2 separate regions of the Mus musculus genome follow, and region 2 is linked to region 1. The links are chromatin contacts, called in public Hi-C maps. All regions are on one chromosome and are shown on one strand. The core of a region is the stretch at or near the end of the contact, and the rest is flanking DNA. Distances in the headings are between cores, read along the strand shown. Region 1 overlaps Dars (aspartyl-tRNA synthetase). Region 2 has its middle 18 kb from the start of Cxcr4.

Region 1 (6,250 bases), core at 962-3,461:
CTCCTTATTCTTAGGTACAGATAAAAGACACCAAAATAGTAAATACTTATACTTCCTCTTGGGGATTCATTCTGTAAATAACAATGTTCCCTAAACAGAAATATATGTTAGTGTAACACTAAAATCTATTTATTTCAAAAACCCTTTACTGTTATGTGTAAAGTGCTTTGCCCACATGTTGATCTAACAGCCCATTCACGTTAATACTCTTGGGAGCCCAAAGAGAACACCAGATCCCCTGAAACTGAAGTTACAGGACTATTACAGTTGTGACCTGCAATGTGGATGCTGGGAACTGAACAGCCCTCTCTGGAAGAGCAGCCAGAGCTCTTAGCCACTGTATCATCTCTCCAGTCTACAATTTGTTTTTGTTTTTTTAAATTAATTGACACCCCCCCCCAATAAAACGTTTATGCTCATGTTACCAGTTTCATATAAACACTGGAATATATAGCAGTTACCTACTTCAAAGAACTCTTAGGAGATTAGACTGTTGTATGAGGTCTTTGTGCAGTCCTACCTCCCTGGGGTTGTCAGGTTATCATACAAGTTGGAACTATTTTTAAAAAATCTTATCACATTTAGGCTTGGGATATAGCTAAGTCAGCTGAGTACCTACACAGAATGTTATGAGGGCTTAGATTCAATCCCCAGCACAACCGGATGTAAAACTTGAGAAGTAAAAGCAAGAGGATCAGAAATATACAGAAAGTTCAAGATCAGTTTGGAATGCATGAAGCCCTGTCTCAAAAAATAAATAAATAAATAAATACATACATACATACATACATACATACATACATACATACATACATACAAGGGTCTGGTGAGATGGCTCAGCCAGAAGAGATGCTTGCTGCTAATCCTGATGACCTGAATTTGATCCCTGGAAACTACACCCTGTAAGGAGAGAACCAACTCCTACAAGCTGTCCTCTGACTTTCACACTGTGTTCCATGGCATATCTCCCTTCCACAAAATATGTAAGATGGCCCATATAAGTGTTGAGGACAAGGGTTTAGCTCACTAGTACATAAAAAGGCAAATGGATGTGGAGATCTGCTTATGACCACAGCTCTATGGAGCTAGAGATGGGAGAAAGCTGATTAGGGAGACCAGCCTCCAACAGCAAACTCTGCATTCAGTAAGAGACCCTGCCTCAATATGTAAAGTGAAGAGTGGTCCAGAAGAACTCTGGTAACCACCTCAGGCCCCAACACACATATGCACAAAAGGGCACAGGCACTCACACACATACATCTTTACATATGTACTTCCATATAGGGGAATATACACATATGTACATGAAAACCCACAAACACATGAAAAAAAAAAAAGGTGTTTATAAGGATCAGACAAACACTATGACTGAAATAAAGGCACAATACTTCCTGGTGGTATAGGACAACAAAAAAGGCAATACTCAGTATTTTAGCCAACATGGGCCCAGGACTGCTAGGATCTCCAACTTTTCAAGATAAGCCATTTGGATGTGAATATGAAAACGTTCCCACACTTCTTTTCCTCTCACAGACCACAATACTTTGCCCAAGATAGCCTCCAACTCATTTTTCTTCTGTTTTTTGAGCTAGGGTCTCATTACTGTAGTAAAGACTAATCTCTAATTGCCTATGTAATCTAAGTACACTTTGATTTTTACTGCCTCAGCCTCTTGAATGTTGGGATTACTGGTACACACAACCAAGCCTGATCAAACCCTGGGTTCAAGTGACCTTTCTGTCTCAGCCTCCCAAATAACGGGGATCACAGGCCTGTGCCACTGCACTCAGCAAAACTCCCATTATTCAATGGTGACAATGCATTTAAATTAAAACACCCACACCACTAACATAATTCTTCTGGGCTAACCTGTAGCATAAGCCAGTTCAACAATGTTCACCAAACAGTATGAGCAAACCTAGTCTATCTAACTCTTACAGCCAAAATGCCTGAAAAAAACCTAAGCTTTCTTTCTAGGCAGTATCAGGAGGTTACTTTTCAACATTAATTAAAATGGAGATTAAAAAAAAAAAGACAAAAAGCAAACAGAAGAAATACTAAGTGTACTACAAGGGGACACTCGCAACTTCAGAAGAATCAAAGTAAGAAAGAGCTTGGGGGAGCAAAGAACCTGAGCATGAGATAGATACTTAAGGAGGAAGATGTGGTCAGACATTAGGAAAGAAAGATGACAAACCAATGATGAAACCACTGAACTCTTTCACTTGCAACCAAACCAAAAGGAAATAGAAGCCCCATGAAACGGCAATGTAAACCGCTAGGGACAGTGACTCGCTTCTTCATAACACCTGTCCCTACCTGACTGCACTAAATTGTAAGCATTTCTTCCACATCTTGTATGGATTTAACGGTTGCATTTCCACTTGCTGACGAAACAGTATAAAACAGACATCACCCGGAAGCCATCCAAACATTGGTTTTTATAATCATCCGCTGTTTTCAAAGCAAGTCAGCATCCTGGGAACTAGTACTCACCTGCTCCTGTTGCTGGCAGCTCTTTCTGTGGGAAGGGTCAGTCAGAGGTACACAGTATCATGATACTTACACATAGGCAAGTGGCAATTAGCTTTATGGTATCTCCACCCACTTCAATGTTAGCTTAATTGTTATCAACAAACAAAGGAGGCATACCCTAAGGTCAATGACTCTGTTGTCTAATCTTGTATCCTGGTTAACCGTAGCTCTTCCGTCCTTAAAAAAAAAAAAAAAAAGAGAGAGAGAGAGAGAGGATGGGAGGGGATTAAAAAAAACAGATTTTACCAGTATTTTGAAGTACACAAACACACATACACCCCATTCTAAGAAGCAATGTTTCCTTTTAGTGAGAGATGTGTATGCTAATATTGTACAAGGAAATCAAGAAGCCAAGATAATGAACAGAATAAAAAGGAAGCCAGGGAGAAGTTGGTGAAGGCAGAAATGATGCTGGGGATGGTATGGGATGCCTCTAATGCTAGCACTTGGGAAGCAGAGGCAGGTGGATCTCTGTGAGTCTGAGGCTAGCCAGAACTTAGTGAGACTCTGTCTGAATACACCCTGCCACACTCCACACACCCACAAAAGAGAAAAGGGAGTGAAGGGGAGGGAGACCTAGACTAATATGTCTCAGTGGGTAAAGCATATATAAAGGATGAATACTTGACTCTGAATCCCAATTATCCCTGGTGGTAATACATGAGCTAGCTAAACTAGCTTAATCAGTGAGCCTAGGTTCAAAGTGAGCTACCCTGTCTCAATATTGAAGGTGAAGAGTGGTTAAGGAAGACAGACAGCCACTATCAATCTCTGGCATCCAATATGCACACAGGTACCCACATATATGGGAACATGCATATACACACACTTGCAGCTACCCACACAAAACCAGAGAGAGATGGTAAAATGAGAAGGAACAGATAAGCACTACTGCGTTCTTTCCCTTCTCCAAAGCTGCTCCCTAGTGGGGCACCAGAACCACAACCAAAGGCCCTCTCAGACTTTTTGTGTCAACTTGACACAGCTGGAGTTATCACAGAGAAAGGAGCTTCAGTTGAGGAAATGCCTCCATGAGATCCAACTGTAAGGCATTTTCTCAATTAGTGATCAAGGGGGAAGGGCCCCTTGTGGGTGAGACCATCTCTGGGCTGGTAGTCTTGGGTTCTATAAGAGAGCAGGCTGAGCAAGCCAGGGGAAGCAAGCCAGTAAAGAACATCCCTCCATGGCCTCTACATCAGCTCCTGCTTTCTGACCTGCTTGAGTTCTAGTCCTGACTTCCTTTGGTGATGAACAGCAATGTGGAAATGTAAGCTGAATAAACCCTTTCCTCCCCAACTGCTTCTTGGTCATGATGTTTGTGCAGGAATAGAAACCCTAACTAAGATACCCACTTTTTGGGGGTGAGGCAGTGTTTCTCTGTGTAGCCCCAGTTGTTCTAGAACTTGCTCTGTAGACTAGGTTAGTCTCACACTCAGAGATACACCGGCCTCTGCCTGGAATTAAGGCATGGTCTGCACACATGTGGCTAAATCTCTTTCGTTCTTACAATACTTTTTGTTCTCACTCATGAGTTGTATTAAGAACTTTGTAAAAGCTTGGTAACTTTTCAACACTATGAATTCAAGGACTATATGAGAACCTAGATGTATATAGTCAGATATTTATACACTTTGTCTATATTTAGCATGATGTCACACTTGTAATGAGAAAGTTTTGTTTTGTTTTGGAAAATATAAAGTATGTTTTGGTCACTTTTACTTTTTATCTAAAATATATCCAAGCATGCAACACTTTACTGACAAACACATCAATAAAACAAAAACTTTTGGGGTTATCTTTTATATTTTTAAGAATAAAAAAAGGACATTTCTCCTTGGATTCTGGGACTCCTGCCTGATAGATAAACCTCTACCACTGAGCTGTATCCCTAGCTGCAAAACAGATCAGGACACCAAAAAAATTCTAGAGATATGCTGGTGTAATAGCAATGTAATTGAATCTGGGCCTCTTGAATACTAGATTAATCCTCTCCCACTGAGCTACACACCCTAGCCCCAGTAAAGTTTAAGAACAAACTCAAATCACTTTCCAGGTCCACTTGCTACAATGAATGTTACAGAGTTCCCAGAGCAAGCGGATAATGTGACACAAACTTTACCTCTTCTCCTTCCACTTCAGGCCGAATGGCATCATCCAGCTGCAAGGGCAGGCGAGGTTCAGCCAAGCTGATCACATAAATCTGAAAGTGAGAAATTGCCACAAATACTAAGCAGTCAACAAAACCTGCTATCTTCTGTTTAAAGACAATCTACATGAATATTTTCATACATCTTTAATTGAAACTACTTGGTGAAATAAAATAAGGTAATATCCATTTAAAAGTAAATTATTTACTTTTCTTTTATGTGCATTGGTGTTTCACCTGCATGCATGTCTGAATGAGGGAGTCCGGTTCCCCGGAACGTGAGTTACAAACAGTTGTGAGGTGCCATGTGGGTGCTTGGGATTGAATTAGGAACCTCCCACATCAGTCATTAATCAATTGTCTCTAAGTCATTTCTCCAGCCTGGATAATATCCATTTTTAATCTATGTAACAGGGATAATATTGTTGGCTTTATGGATTGTTTGAAGTCAACAAATATTTTACAAACCCTAGGTATACACCAATATAATAAACGAAAGCTGTGATTAAGGAAATCAATTCCAAAGCTCCAATTAAAATGGAATCTGCCACAAGAATCAAAGCATTAACATAGGGGTTGCTATTACTGTTAGCAGTACTCAGCCTTTCCCCACTACTATGAGCAGCTAGGTTACACTCACCTTCCTTTCTTTACTCTTAGTCTCCTTTAACTGTCTCCTCTCATCAAATATCACATCTCACTTCCTGCTCTTCTGGTCAAGAACTGCCTCAGAGAGGATGTTCTTTTACGCTGTCCAAGTCCCTTAATACTCACACACTAATTTCACATTTTAGTGATAAAAATAAGTGAGTTTATGAGTCAAGAAGGATTTTCTGAGCACCCTTAAAAACATATTACTTTATCACTTACACCCGGTGAATCACAAAAGGGAATTGCCTTTATTTAGTTAACTCAAGAAAGGAAGCTATATTCTCTCAATTTGTAGGTTACACGTGGCATTCAGAGAAAGTGTCAGAAGGCTTTACTCTAAAGTAGAATTATCCATCATGGTTCCCTATACCCATGTTTTAGGCTTCCTTTGGTTAACACAATCTTGACCTTCAAATCTCAAGCTGAGGAACCCAAGTGCTATGACTTTCATAACCAGTGGAAATCCACCCTCTCCTTCACTGGGTCTGAGTTCACATAGTACTTGGCACAAAATAAATACAAGCAGTAACTGTTGAATACATAAGAGTGAGAGACAGCACAATTTAAATTTGTTGTAAAATACTTTATTATTAATATATAAAATATATTACTATGATGATGAAACTTTTAAGTTTCTAAGACTTAAAAATTTATTATTGATACTTCTAATGTAAGATATGTGCTCTGCCATTGAGGTAGATCCTTCCTAATAAAAATATTAAAAATACATTTTTTTAAAAGTCACTAAGTTTTCCTTAGTAGAGTGCTGAAAACCTGTCAGTTGGAGGACAGTGGTAATGTATCCTTTTTGTCAATATAAATGGATTTCTTTAGTAGACTCAACCAAGAACATAGTAATGTGTCGGGTCAGGTCAGCTAAGCAAAAATACAAGATTTTCTTTATCTCAGAGTTCCATG
Region 2 (6,250 bases), core at 2,659-5,158, 190 kb after region 1:
TGTCTTATCTTGTTGTTTCAACCTTCCCCCATGTTATATGACAGCTGTATGCCACCCTGCCTGACGCAGGCCACACTTGAGGTTTGTGTGCATGCCAGACAAGCACTCTACTGATGGAACTGCATTCCCAGTCCTTCTAAGGGACTCCACCACAGAAGACTTTATTTGAAAATTGGTGTTGCTATCAGGTTTTAAAAAATCTCTCATTTTCTGGTTAGAAAACTAGCCAGTTGTCTTCAGGAGCTAAGGAGTTAGCTCGGTGGGTAAAGAACACTTGTTTCTGCTGAAAGGATTCAGTCTCTTCTGAAACAATAAAATGAAGAGCAACAGAGAACAACACATAATAGACCTGGCCTGGACTGGCTTCCATAAGGGCACACATTGCTGAGCTGTGTCCACATGTACACACGAGTGCATGCACACACACCCACACAAATAAACACACACACATAGGCAAAAGCACACACCACACACACAAACATATACTCTCACAGATGGACACACCACACACACATATACACACTCACATATGCGCACACAAACACAGACACACACCAAACACATACGAACACATACCACATACATACACACATATACACACCATGCTCACTCAGAGATACACATACCACACACACCCTGACACACAAACACACACACATATACATACACTCACACACTCACGTATGCACCCACCCACACACATGCACACACTGGGGAGGGCTGGACAGTGATTCAGAGAACACACACACTCACACACTGTGTGGACTCTGGGATTTGAGAACCTAGGGAAGGAAACCTGGGCAGCACAGGAAACTCTCACAAAGGAGAAGGTTGCACCTTATGAAACCCAGTGAGGAAATGCACTTCAAGTGTGCCTGTTCCTACCCTCTACAGGTCCTCTGGACAGAGACCTGTGTGGCCCAGTCCCTGTAGCAGGGACATGGGATGAGGTCAAAGGAGCCAGGCGATCTGAATGTAGGTTCTTCCTGTGTGGTTCGTTCAGCTAGGGTGGACCACAGGTGAAGTCGGAGAATCCCGTGTGGGATTTCCAGGGCTAAGTGGATATAAGCACTGGTTGCTTTTCCAGAAGACCCAGGTTTGATTCCCAGCACCCACATGGTAGCTCACAACTGTCTGTAACTCCAGTTCCAGGTTATCAGGTACACACGTACACAGGCATACATGAGGACGAAACATTCAAGTACCCAAATTTACGATAGTTTTCATATGGCTGCCTCTGGCCTGGAACTCCGTAGGTAGCCAAGGATGACTTTAAACTTCGGATCCTCTAGCCCCCAGCTCCCAGGTGTTGGAGAGATGGAGTGTTTGGTATTGGAGATGGAGCTCAGGGCTTGTTGTGTGCTAGGCAAACACTATCAACCCGAGACACACCCTCATCCCCTCAACAGATCTTCCACCATCCCTGCTTCAAAATAGGCACTCTGGGGGAGACCCTGAAGCATAGGAGACTCTTCATTGTTACCAAATGAAAAGGTTAATAAGTAACGTCAAATTGCTAATCCCACCGCTCAGTAGGGAGAGAGAGGCAGGACCAGCAGAGAGAAAGGTTATCCACAGCTTGAACACATGAGAGCCAATCTCAAAAATTAAAAGGTAAAAGTTCAAATGTCACATGGGCTACAAAACAGGCACATAAATCTCAAGATTAACTTGCCGGAGCTTGCTTTCTACCTGTCATTCAGACCCAGTAGATAAAAACAGATCCAGACGCCATCTTCCACCCACACAGATCCAAACACCGTCTCTCTCCCATCCATCAGACCATCTTAAACGTTTTATGTGAACCCTGGAAATCCCACACGGGATTCTCCGACTTCACCTGTGGTCCACCCTAGCTGAACGGACCACGCAGGAAGAACCTACATTCAGATCGCCTGGCTCCTTTGACCTCATCCCATGTCCCTGCTACAGGGACCTGGCCACACAGTCTCTGTCCAGAGGACCTGTAGAGGGTAGGAACAGGCACACTTGAAGTGCATTTCCTCACTGGGTTTCATAAGGTGCGACCCTCTCCTTTGTGAAAGTTTCCTGTGCTGCCCAGGTTTCCTTCCCCAGGTTCTCAAATCCCAGAGTCCACACAGTGTGTGAGTGTGTGTGTTCTTTGAATCACTGTCCGGCCCTCCCCAGTGTGTGCATGTGTGTGGGTGGGTGCATACGTGAGTGTGTGAGTGTATGTATGTGTGTGTGTGTCCCAGCTTACTCTTGCAATGCCCCTGTCCCTTGTCTTCTGGGGCTGGAATTACAGGTGGGCTGCCACGCCCACCAGCACTTAGGTGGGATCTGGGGCTCTGAACTCTGATCTTCATGCCTGAGTGGCAAGTGCTTTAACCACTGAGCCATCTCTCCAGCCTTTAATGGCATTATATGGGTGCTGTTCTAGATGGACTTGTGTGCCCTCTTCATATTCGTTCTTCTGGAAAGAGTATCTTAAGATCTTCCACACAAATGAACTTATGGGAGTTCTCTCTTGACTGGATATCTGAACAGCATGCAACAGATGCACTAAGGCTCACCCTGGGCTCTCTGATCTTTACTTTAAGGATAGTAAGCTGAAAGAACATGAAAAAATAAGCACACATACACATGCACGCATGCACACATGAACACACGCATACACACACACATCCTGGAAAGAAAAAATAAACTAAAAACTCAAATCAGAACTCTTTGGTGTATTTTATGCTGTTAGATACTAATGGAAATAGAGCTAAAATACAATATGAAAAAATAAAACTATACTAAATAAGAAAGAAAGAAAGAAAGAAGGAAGGAAGGAAAGAAAGAAAGAAAGAGAGAGAGAGAAAAAACTGTCTAGTTTATAGCCAGAAAGTTAAGTGAGTATACCTTAAAAAAAAAAAACAGACAAGAAGGATTAGGCCTAAAGCTCTTAGTAATTCCTGGTTTGGCATTGCTCAACTAATAAAGTCATCCATCATAAGAAGGGAATGAGTTTCAGGATATGAGAGACCATCTATCAAAGACAGCAGGGTAGATGTCAGTGTCCTGTGGCTTTCAGATCTAAATCATACCACACAACATCCTCCCCACTAAAAACATGTGTTGGTGTGCGTGGGTATGCGTGTGGAGCCGGAGGATAACCTTCCTGTCAGGCCTTGTCACAATCCACCTTGTTTTACAGACCAGGTCTCTTGCTAGGTTGAAACTTACCAGCAAGTCCCAGGTATCCTCCTACCTCCAGCTCCTCAGTTCTGGGTTTACAAATGCACTCTAATACACTCAACTTTATCTGTCTGTCGTCTGTCTGTCTGTCTGTCTGTCTATTATTAAGTTACTTATTTACTTTAATCCCGATGGCAGCTTCCTCTCCCCATCTCCCCTTCTCCTCAGAAAAGGGGAGGCCTCCCCATATATCCAGCTTTTTAATGCAGGTTCTGGAGCTCAAACTCTGGTCATCACACTTGCACTGCAAGCACGTTACTGTCCGAGCCATCTTTACAGCCCATGTGCTCCCCCCACTCCCTTTTGTCAAGAGGACTTTGTATTTACAGTCAGATCATCTGTTTCCCAGAATGATAATTAAAATTAGTAAATTGATTATTTGCCAATATATTCATTTGTTTTGACCTAGGAGGAAAATGCTCATGTTTCCCTTCTCATTCTTGGCTTTTTTCTGTGATCTCAAGGTTGCGATATCTTCTGTATAAGGGTGAACATTGCTCTTTCCTGGCTGGGGCTTCCTACCCTAGAGCCTGCATTGTGTGACTTACCAAACTGCCATTGTTGCGTGCTGCTGTGGTTGGGAGAACATGTTAGGATGAAGGAAGTTCTTCCCCAGCATCACGTTTCCTTTCCATTACAGTACAAGCTTGGAATATTTAGGGCTGCACTTGTGCACGGTCCTGGCTTCAGGCCCTGGACAATGGCTGTTCTCTGTGAACGCCTAGCCCTTTCAGAGATTTCCTTTAGGGTTTCTATAGCATGTTTACTTCCCGATGGATTTGGGAAGTGAAGACCTCTGTGTAGAAGGCTTTGAAGAGACCTCAGATTAGCGTCACCTCTATGAAAGTGTCACTGGGCTATCCTTATGCCTGGTGCCATGACGGGTTATCAGTTTGAAACAGGTCACTGTTAGGAGCACAGCCCAGTCTGTAGCTACTGTCACAGAGCCAAGTTTGAGTTTCTTGAAGTTTTGGAATCCTCTTGTTTTTTTGCCTAAGACTTGGGAATGTAATGGTGTTATTTCTGTCACTAGATTCTGAATATCTTGAGGGTGATCTGTGTGTCTGATTTTTTTTTTCTTTAAATATCCTACAAAGGTCTCCTTCAGCCTGACAATCATTTAGCCAGTATCTTCTTGGGCCCTAACCTTATTTAAAAACAAAGGGGCTGAGGGGACGGCACAGTCCCTAAAGTACTTCCTGTACAAACTTCAGCTCCTGACCTTGGACCCCTGATAACCTGTACAATCCCAGCACCCGGGAGGTGGAAATAGGAGGATTTCTGGAGCTTTCGGGGCCAGCCGGTCTAGTCGATGGATGGGCGCTGGATTCAGTGAAAGACTTTGTTTCTAAAAGACAAGGTGGACAGTGACAGAGGAAGACTTTCAACGTTAACCTCTGGCCTCCTTACACATGCACAGACAGACACACGCACTAATGCACACCGATCACACACTACACGTTTGGAAATGTAGATTAAAAAAAAAAAAAACAAACCCCAAATCTGTAACTCAAACAATCACTGGAATTACATTTAATCTTCATTTAAAGAAAATACACAGTGGGATGGGAGCTGTTTCTCAGTTGGTTGTATGCATGAAGCCCTGGCTTTGATCCCTAAAACTCATAAACCAGAGGTGGTGGTGTCTACCTGTAATCCCAACACTTGGGACACAGAGGCAGGGTGGTCAGACGTTCAAGGTCACCCTCAGTGTCACAGTTAGGGTTTCTGTTGCTGTGACAAAACACCATGACCAAAAGCAACCTGAGGAGGAAGGATCTATTTCGCTTTATACTTCCATATCACAGTTCCTCCTCAGAAGGCAGTCAGGGTAGAGATGGAACCTGGAGACAGGAGCTGGTGCAGAAGCCATGGCGGGGCACTGTTCACTGTCTTGTTCCTCATGGCTTGCTCAGCTTGCTTTCTTATAGACCATAGGACCACCAACCCAGGGGTGACACCACCCACAGTAGACTAGTCCCTCAATCATCACCCACTAATTAAGAAAAGGCTGTGCAGACTTCTGCATAGCCTAATCTTACAGAGCCATTTTTTTTCATTGAGATTCCCTCCTCCTCTTAGAAGACTCTTGCTGGGGTTAAGTTGACATAAACTAGCTAGTTGACAGTCAGCTAGTTAGTGAGTAATTCAAGGTTGGAATGGGTTACAAAAAGAAATAAAAGGTTCTGACTTAAAAAAATTTTTTTTTTTGATTCTTCAAGACAAGGTTTCTTTGAGTAACAGAGCCCTGGTTGTTCTAGAATTTGATTGATAGATCAGGCTGGCCTCAAACTCAGATATACACCTGCCTCTGCCTCCTGAGTGCTGAGATTAAATGTGTGTACCACAACACCAGCTCGAAAATATCTATAATTAGCTGTCATGTGCTATCTTGTAATCTACACCTTTCATTTCACAATCCTAAACACTTTCTAATGGTCTTTACAAACACCACTCAAGAAGTTGGCTACACACGAGAAGGAGAGAACTGACTCCTGCAAGTGGTTCCCTGTCCTAGAATTCACACAGTGGCATGTGCACACCCACACAACACAGACACACAGACACACACAAAATAAATAAATGTAATAAAGAAAACAAAGAAGCTAGCTAATATCTCATTGTGTGTACTCACTACACTTTTCTTAATTCTACTTTTATTAATGTGCTTTTATTCTTATTTAGGTGTATGCAATTTGTCTGTGTCTATATAATGAATGCATGTTCCTGAATACAGTTGCTTGTAGAGGTCATAAGACTTCCTGACCTCCATCTGTGGACCTCAGATTCCCTGCAGCCAGTTAAGGGCAGTTGTGAGTAGCCTACCATGGGTGCTGTAACTGAACGTGGGTCCTCTGATAGAGCAGCAAGAGCTCTAACTTAACTACAGAGCCATCTCTCCATCCCCTCTTAATCCTGATCCCACCATTAGATTTGAAATTTCTTTCCAGATGTCTACCCATGGCCTCTTGGGGTCAGAGGGACAAGCATGGAGACCTTCAGGGCAGGTGCCTCTGGCTTTGCTGGGACAGACCAGTGTCAGTCTGAC

Evidence for each region. A called contact is a pair of places that touch in the nucleus more often than the background predicts.
Region 2: a Hi-C map of erythroblasts shows a contact between it and region 1, with 2.4 times the contacts expected there. The contact joins two enhancer-like sites. A contact is called at or near these places in 1 of 15 datasets of contacts at CTCF or cohesin (large pre-B cells), 47 of 484 Hi-C or Micro-C datasets (B cells, the C2C12 cell line, CD4 T cells and 38 more), 15 of 115 datasets of contacts at active chromatin or transcription factors (the HPC-7 cell line, bone marrow-derived dendritic cells, bone marrow-derived macrophages and 12 more) and 2 of 9 other capture datasets (adipose tissue and pancreatic islet).

Annotation. Positions count from the first base shown.
Region 1 is chr1:128,384,465-128,390,714 of GRCm38.p6, forward strand. Dars (aspartyl-tRNA synthetase) reads right to left here. Exons shown (of 16, transcript NM_177445.5): 6 at 4,655-4,735; 7 at 2,653-2,712. Among named protein-coding and RNA genes, the nearest start is that of Mcm6, 28 kb to the left of the region's middle. Within about 2 kb of position 2,212, at least 33 of the 459 cell types and tissues checked have an H3K27ac peak or open chromatin away from gene starts, as enhancers often do. A contact at or near this core is called in erythroblasts, where this site is marked.
Region 2 is chr1:128,571,208-128,577,457 of GRCm38.p6, forward strand. No RefSeq gene overlaps it. Among named protein-coding and RNA genes, the nearest start is that of Cxcr4, 18 kb to the right of the region's middle. Within about 2 kb of position 3,909, at least 7 of the 459 cell types and tissues checked have an H3K27ac peak or open chromatin away from gene starts, as enhancers often do. A contact at or near this core is called in erythroblasts, where this site is marked.